Linked DNA regions of Ovis aries: region 2 is linked to region 1. Evidence: chromatin contacts called from public Hi-C data. All regions are on one chromosome and are shown on one strand. Each heading gives the region's core, a stretch centred on a gene start, on an enhancer-like site or on the middle of the called end of the contact. The rest is flanking DNA. Distances are from core to core; before and after follow the strand shown.

Evidence for each region. A called contact is a pair of places that touch in the nucleus more often than the background predicts.
Region 2: a contact with region 1 is called in a Hi-C map of tail adipose tissue, with 2.9 times the contacts expected there. The contact joins the promoter of NEO1 here to the promoter of ADPGK in region 1. A contact is called at or near these places in 2 of 16 Hi-C or Micro-C datasets (muscle and tail adipose tissue).

The regions. Positions count from the first base shown.
Region 1 is chr7:19,411,983-19,414,682 of ARS-UI_Ramb_v3.0, forward strand. It overlaps ADPGK (ADP dependent glucokinase), which reads right to left and starts at 1,256. Exons shown (of 7, transcript XM_027971563.3): 1 at 939-1,256. The coding sequence starts at 1,171.
Region 2 is chr7:19,711,649-19,714,348 of ARS-UI_Ramb_v3.0, forward strand. NEO1 (neogenin 1) reads left to right here and starts at 1,379. Exons shown (of 26, transcript XM_060418926.1): 1 at 1,379-1,833. The coding sequence starts at 1,704.

The DNA.
Region 1 (2,700 bases), core at 6-2,505:
GAGAAGGCATGCTTAATGCGTGGAAGGCTGCAGAGAGCTGACAGTGAAAACTAAAAGTGGAAGCTGATTATGAAAACCCACAAGGCTTAGATAAGCTTTGAGAGAGAAGTTTCAGTAGAGTGGTGGTCTCCAGACTATGGCATTAAGGAAGCGAAAACAAGGCATAAAGAAAGAAACTCAGCAGCTAAAGACAGCGACCACACCTTCAAGTAGTTCAGAAGCAGGAGGGTGCCACTGAAATGGAAAGACCAAGCATTTCTGACTGCAAAGCAGTAACCGCCAGAAGAGCAGAGATTGGAATGAAAGCGACTTGAACTTTACTGAGTAAGCGGGATTTCCAAGAGGCTATTAGGCTGGTTCTAGGGGCTGGTCCCGGAGAAGGCAATGGCACCCCACTCCAGTACTCTTGCCTGGAAAATCCCATGGACAGAGGAGCCTGGTGGGCTGCAGTCCATGGGGTTGCTAAGGGTCGGACACGACTGAGCGACTTCACTTTCACTTTTCACTTTCATGCACTGGAGAAGGAAATGGCAACCCACTCCAGTGTTCTTGTCTGGAGAATCCTAGGGACGGGGGAGCAAGGTGGGCTGCCGTCTATGGGGTCACACAGAGTCGGACACGACTGAAGCGACTTAACAGGGGTTGGTCCTACAGAGACGAGGAAGGCGCAGGAGCCAGCAGAGAGGAAAAAGCAGTCTGGTGAGCCCCGGTAGCAGTGACAACTGGGGCTCGTCCCAGACGTGCGACGCTTCCAGCCAGGCAGGCAGTGTGGACACCAGCACCAAGGGCCCTCCGGGGGACCTCTAGGAACCTGTTTCCACGCCGGCTCTACCGCCCAGCTCCCAAGCCGTCTGACCTCCGCCAAGGAGGCCCCCAGAGGCCCAGAGCGCCCGCACCTCCTGGAGACACCCAGAGAGGCAGGCCCCGCAGGCACTCACCCCACGGCCACGCGGCGCCAACGCCGGGCCGGCCGCACGATGAGCGCGTCCCAGGCGGCTGCCAGCCGGCCCTCAGGGGAGCCCGCTCCTGGGGGCGCGGGCGCGGGCCCCAGCTGCAGCGAACTCCACAGCGAGCGCAGGGCCGACCCCGGCAGCTGCGGCTCCAGCAGGAAGACGCAGCCCACCGCGAGCGCCAGGAAGCCAGCGTACGCGGAGCCGCGCCACAGCGCCATGGAGACAGAGGCGTGGAAGCGGCGGAGAACACCTCCTGGCCCGGCCCGCGCCTCTTCCGGGCTCAGCACGCGCCGACGCAGACTCGCGCGCCACGTCACGCCGGCGCGTCGTGGTCCCTCGGCTGGGCGGGGCGCGGCGGGGCGGTGGAGAGGGGCGGAGACTCCTCTTCCTTGGTCGGAATCTTAGCTCTTGGGGGCGCGCGCGGTTTTGAGTGTCTGAGGGAGGTTGGACAAAGGCCATAATGCCTGTCCGGGCGCTGTACCTTTTCCCAGAACTCCATCCGTACCCAAAAATAGAGAGGCAAGGATCCGTTTGTTTTCCTAGTAGGATAAACCAGACCGATTCTGAAGAAGCGGGTAAACCTCATGTCAGTCTTTGAGCCTGTCGGTGTTCCCATTTGAGCTGAACCCGCAGTTCCTCAGAGGGGCATAAATCACACTCCCCCTGTTTTAATCGGTCCCTCTGCCCGTCTGTCCATCCTCCATTGTTAGCTAAACTCACCCTCTTTCAGACCCGGGGCTTGGCGCTCCCCGGAGGAATATGATGGCAGCAGCGCTGCTTGTGAGCCCTTGAGGACAAGAGTGGCAGGGGGATTCTGTCCCTTTGGAGGGTGACCGAAACCTGCAGCTGCTTGGGGGCGTTTGCCGAGACAGGGGAGTCGGGAGGGATTGTCCTCGCTGGATGATCAGCTTCGAACCTTAAAATAACCCTTTGGGGGCGCTGTTCCCTTTAACAACCTCAGAACATTCACAAATGCACACAATCTTGTGTACAACACAAGGGGTTCTGGACCTGCGTTAAGAAACTCTGGTTTCTCCTCTTCTCCCTTGGTAACATGACTTAAACCCAGCAGACTCTGTCTTCACTATGACTCTTCTGTGTGTGAGCCTTGGTTGAGAGTCAGTGAAGCTAGGCTTGCTGCCAGCTCATTCTCAGCAGTAGTCTTGCCAGGGCCTGGTCTTATTCCTGGATGGTTTCCACTTTTCCAGTTCTGCTGGCTCCTGACCTTGGCTCTGCGTCCGATTTTCCACTCTGCTCCTGACCTTTGGACTTGGCAGTGGTTCTTGATTTCTCTAGCTTTGATCTTGGGCATTTGGCTTCATTTCCCCCAGCATTTCCCCATCCTGGTCTCATCCCCTCCCTGTCTCACCCCACCCAGCCCACCTGACCATAGCATCCCTTTCAAAGGAGATGTTCACACAGGAAGCGATCTGGGCTATTACAGAAAAGAAAGGAGCCAGTGAGATCTGTGTGAAGCTGTCTTCACTAGAGTTACCTGCCCCTTCTCTCACCTCAGGGAGACATGCCAGTTAGTTCCCAGAGAAACTGCTCCCCCACATGACCCCCAGTGAGCAGGTTTTCCTACCACCCTGTAAGTGACTGAACCAGCACATAATTCAAAAGCAGTGAATTCACTGACTGGCCAGAGAGCACGTCTCTCCACTGAGAATTTGAGCCAAGAGTCGAGAGTCTGTAGCTACTTGGTTTGGGTTGTGGACCTGCAAGGTCACGTCATGTTGAAGGTTAG
Region 2 (2,700 bases), core at 129-2,628, 300 kb after region 1:
ATTGTTTCGAAGGGTTTCTGATTCCACTGTTTTGATGATTTGAGAGGTTTTACAAGGATTCTGAGCTTATCCCTTCCAATGTTACCGCAAAGCTTACACTGCTTTGTCACTTCAGAATAAAAGAAAATAAAGGGAGAAAGTAATTACGAGATGGCACAGAGGGCTATGGAAGGCAGAGAACTAGCCATCTACTTGTGGAAAGCAACACATTTTGATTACTGAGTATACCGTATACAGAATAATTGTTAACTCATATTAACAATCAAACATGACTCTCCAAGTGCATAACCACACAAAATTTTTTTTTTCTCAAAATATTTTCCATGGGTGCAACCTGTACGATTTTCAGTAATCTCATCAGCCGTGTAAGGACAAACTGCTTTCTCCTAACTTTGGGTGGCCTGGTTCTACCTCACGATTACTAAGTGGTTTAAAATCACAACGCTCCAGCTCCCGGTTCACCAGCGAAGAGATGTGATTTCCTGGTACGAAAACGCGAGGTGGCCCGCAAAGGTAGAGGTAAAAGGTCTCAGGTACAGCCCGCGGATCGGCCCAAAGGGGGTCATGGGGTTCCGCCCAGGCCCCCGCACCGGCTGGTGGAGCGGACACCGGCACCTTTGTTTGCGCTCCGCTTCCCTGGACCCCGGCCGAGAGCCGCGGGTGGGGGCGCGGGCCCCGCGGTCCGGGCGGACCTGGCACTGTCCCGGGGAAGCTCGCGGCGAGGGCAGCCCGGCCGGGAAGCAGGAGGTCAGCGGCGGCGCGGTGGGCCGCGCCAGGTCCCAGCAAGAGCCGGGCGGGATCGCTATTGTTTTTGGCTGGCACATAAATCCCCGCGCCGACCCTCTGCGCACCCAGGTTTCCTCCCGGAGGCCATTTGGTTTCCTCTGAGGCCCTATATAGAGGCGCCGGGCCCAGGCTGAAAGAGGTGCGCACCCGCTCCGGCCTCCTGGACAAGCCCGGGCTCGGAGCGCCTCTCATCCTCTGGTCTCCGCAGCCAGAGGCGTCTGGGGAGGTGAGGCGGGCGGCGAGAAGAGAAGGGGTGTGTTTCTCCCGGGTGCGAGGAGGCCAAGTGGAGGAGGAGGTGGAGCAGGAGGAGGAGGAGGAGGAGGATGATCCGCTTCTCCGGGGTTTCCCTGACGCCAGCAGCAGCTCTCGGCGCGCGCTCCCCGCGCCCGTCCGCGGCTCCGGGGAGAAGGGGGAGGGGAATGGGCCTGTCGCCGCGGCCGCGAGGCGGCAGCCGGGATTGCAGCGGGGGCGGGCCGCGCGCGGAGCCGAGGGTACGGGCGAGGGAGACGCGCGCCTGCGCGTGCGCGGGGGTGCGCGCCCGGGGTCCCCGCCCCCCACCCCTGCCGCCCGCGGTCTCCGCCCCCCTCGCGCTGGTGTGTGTGGAGCCGGAGTCGGCGGCGGGTGGCGGCGCCTGGAACCTAGAGACGGACCCAGCCCCCCCACCCCCCAGCCCCGGAATGTACTGACTCCCCCCTCTCCGCTCTCCTCCCCTCTCCGCCTCCCTGCAGGAGGGAGGCGCCCCCGAGTCTCCCCTCCCGCGAGAGGGGCCGCGCGGGCCGGGCCGGGTCGGGCTGGAGCAGCGGCGGCGGCCGCCGCGGGAGCCAAGCCTGCAGCGAGGGACCGGCTGAGGCGCGCGGGAGGGAAGGAGGCGAGGGCTCCGCGGTGCTGCCGCCGCCGCTGCCGCTTGCCGGGAAGAGATGGCGGCGGAGCCGGGAGCCTGGCGACTCCTCAGCACCTCCTTCTTCTGGCTCTGCTGCCTGCTGCTGCTCGGGCGCCGGGCGCCAGGCGTCGCGGCCGCCAGGAGCGGCTCCCCGCCGCAGTCCTCAGGTAAGCGGCGGCCGCGGGGCGCCGACCCGGGAGGCTCGGGGTGGGGGCGGGGGCGCGGTACCGGCACCGGCGGCGGCTGCGGTGTTTTTGTTTAGGATCCAGGAGGAAACGTGCAGGAACTTCTCTGTCTCGTCTCGGGTTGCGGAGGAGAAAGGGGATCGCGCAGGGTGGAGAGTGAAGTGGGCAGCCTGGGGCGCCGCCAGGAGAGGGGCGGCGGTGGGGGCGCATCGGGGGCTCCTGGGTCTAGTTGTGCGCTTTGTACCCGGAGGCAGGTTCACCCCTCGCCTCCCTCCCCTCCCCCAAGGCTCATCCCACTTGTAAGAGTGGGACATTCTTGTGCTCACACAAGCACCAGTAGAGGCCACTACACACCTCATTAAATAAACAATCGTATGGCCAATTCATTAATTTCAGGAAAGGGGGGGGGGCGGCCTGAACTCCGCATTCCCTGGCCAGGGATTTCCCAGCTGAAGTCCCAGGGAAGCGCTGGTTGATCTCCAGGGACTCCTCGTGCGGGATTTGCAGCCCCGAGGCAGCGGAAGAGCCAGGGTGTCCGAGGGATACGACTCACCCCCCGTAACTGGTGGTGTTGACTTAACGATGAGAGCGCCTTGGAGAACAGCTCCAAGTGATTATATCTGTTAGTGTTTCCGTTATGAAAATACCTCGTCTTTCCTGGGGATTACAACAATATTTATAGCCTGTTATCGGGCTGTTAACCTAGGGAATTGTCTAAGTATCCGATTTTAAGTATATGCACGTTGTTTTCAAGTGGCAATATTTAAATATAGTTATCCACAAAAGCTATTTTCAGGCTTTGTAGATCATAGATCATTGAAATCACCTGCATCCCTATTTATTTAAGGG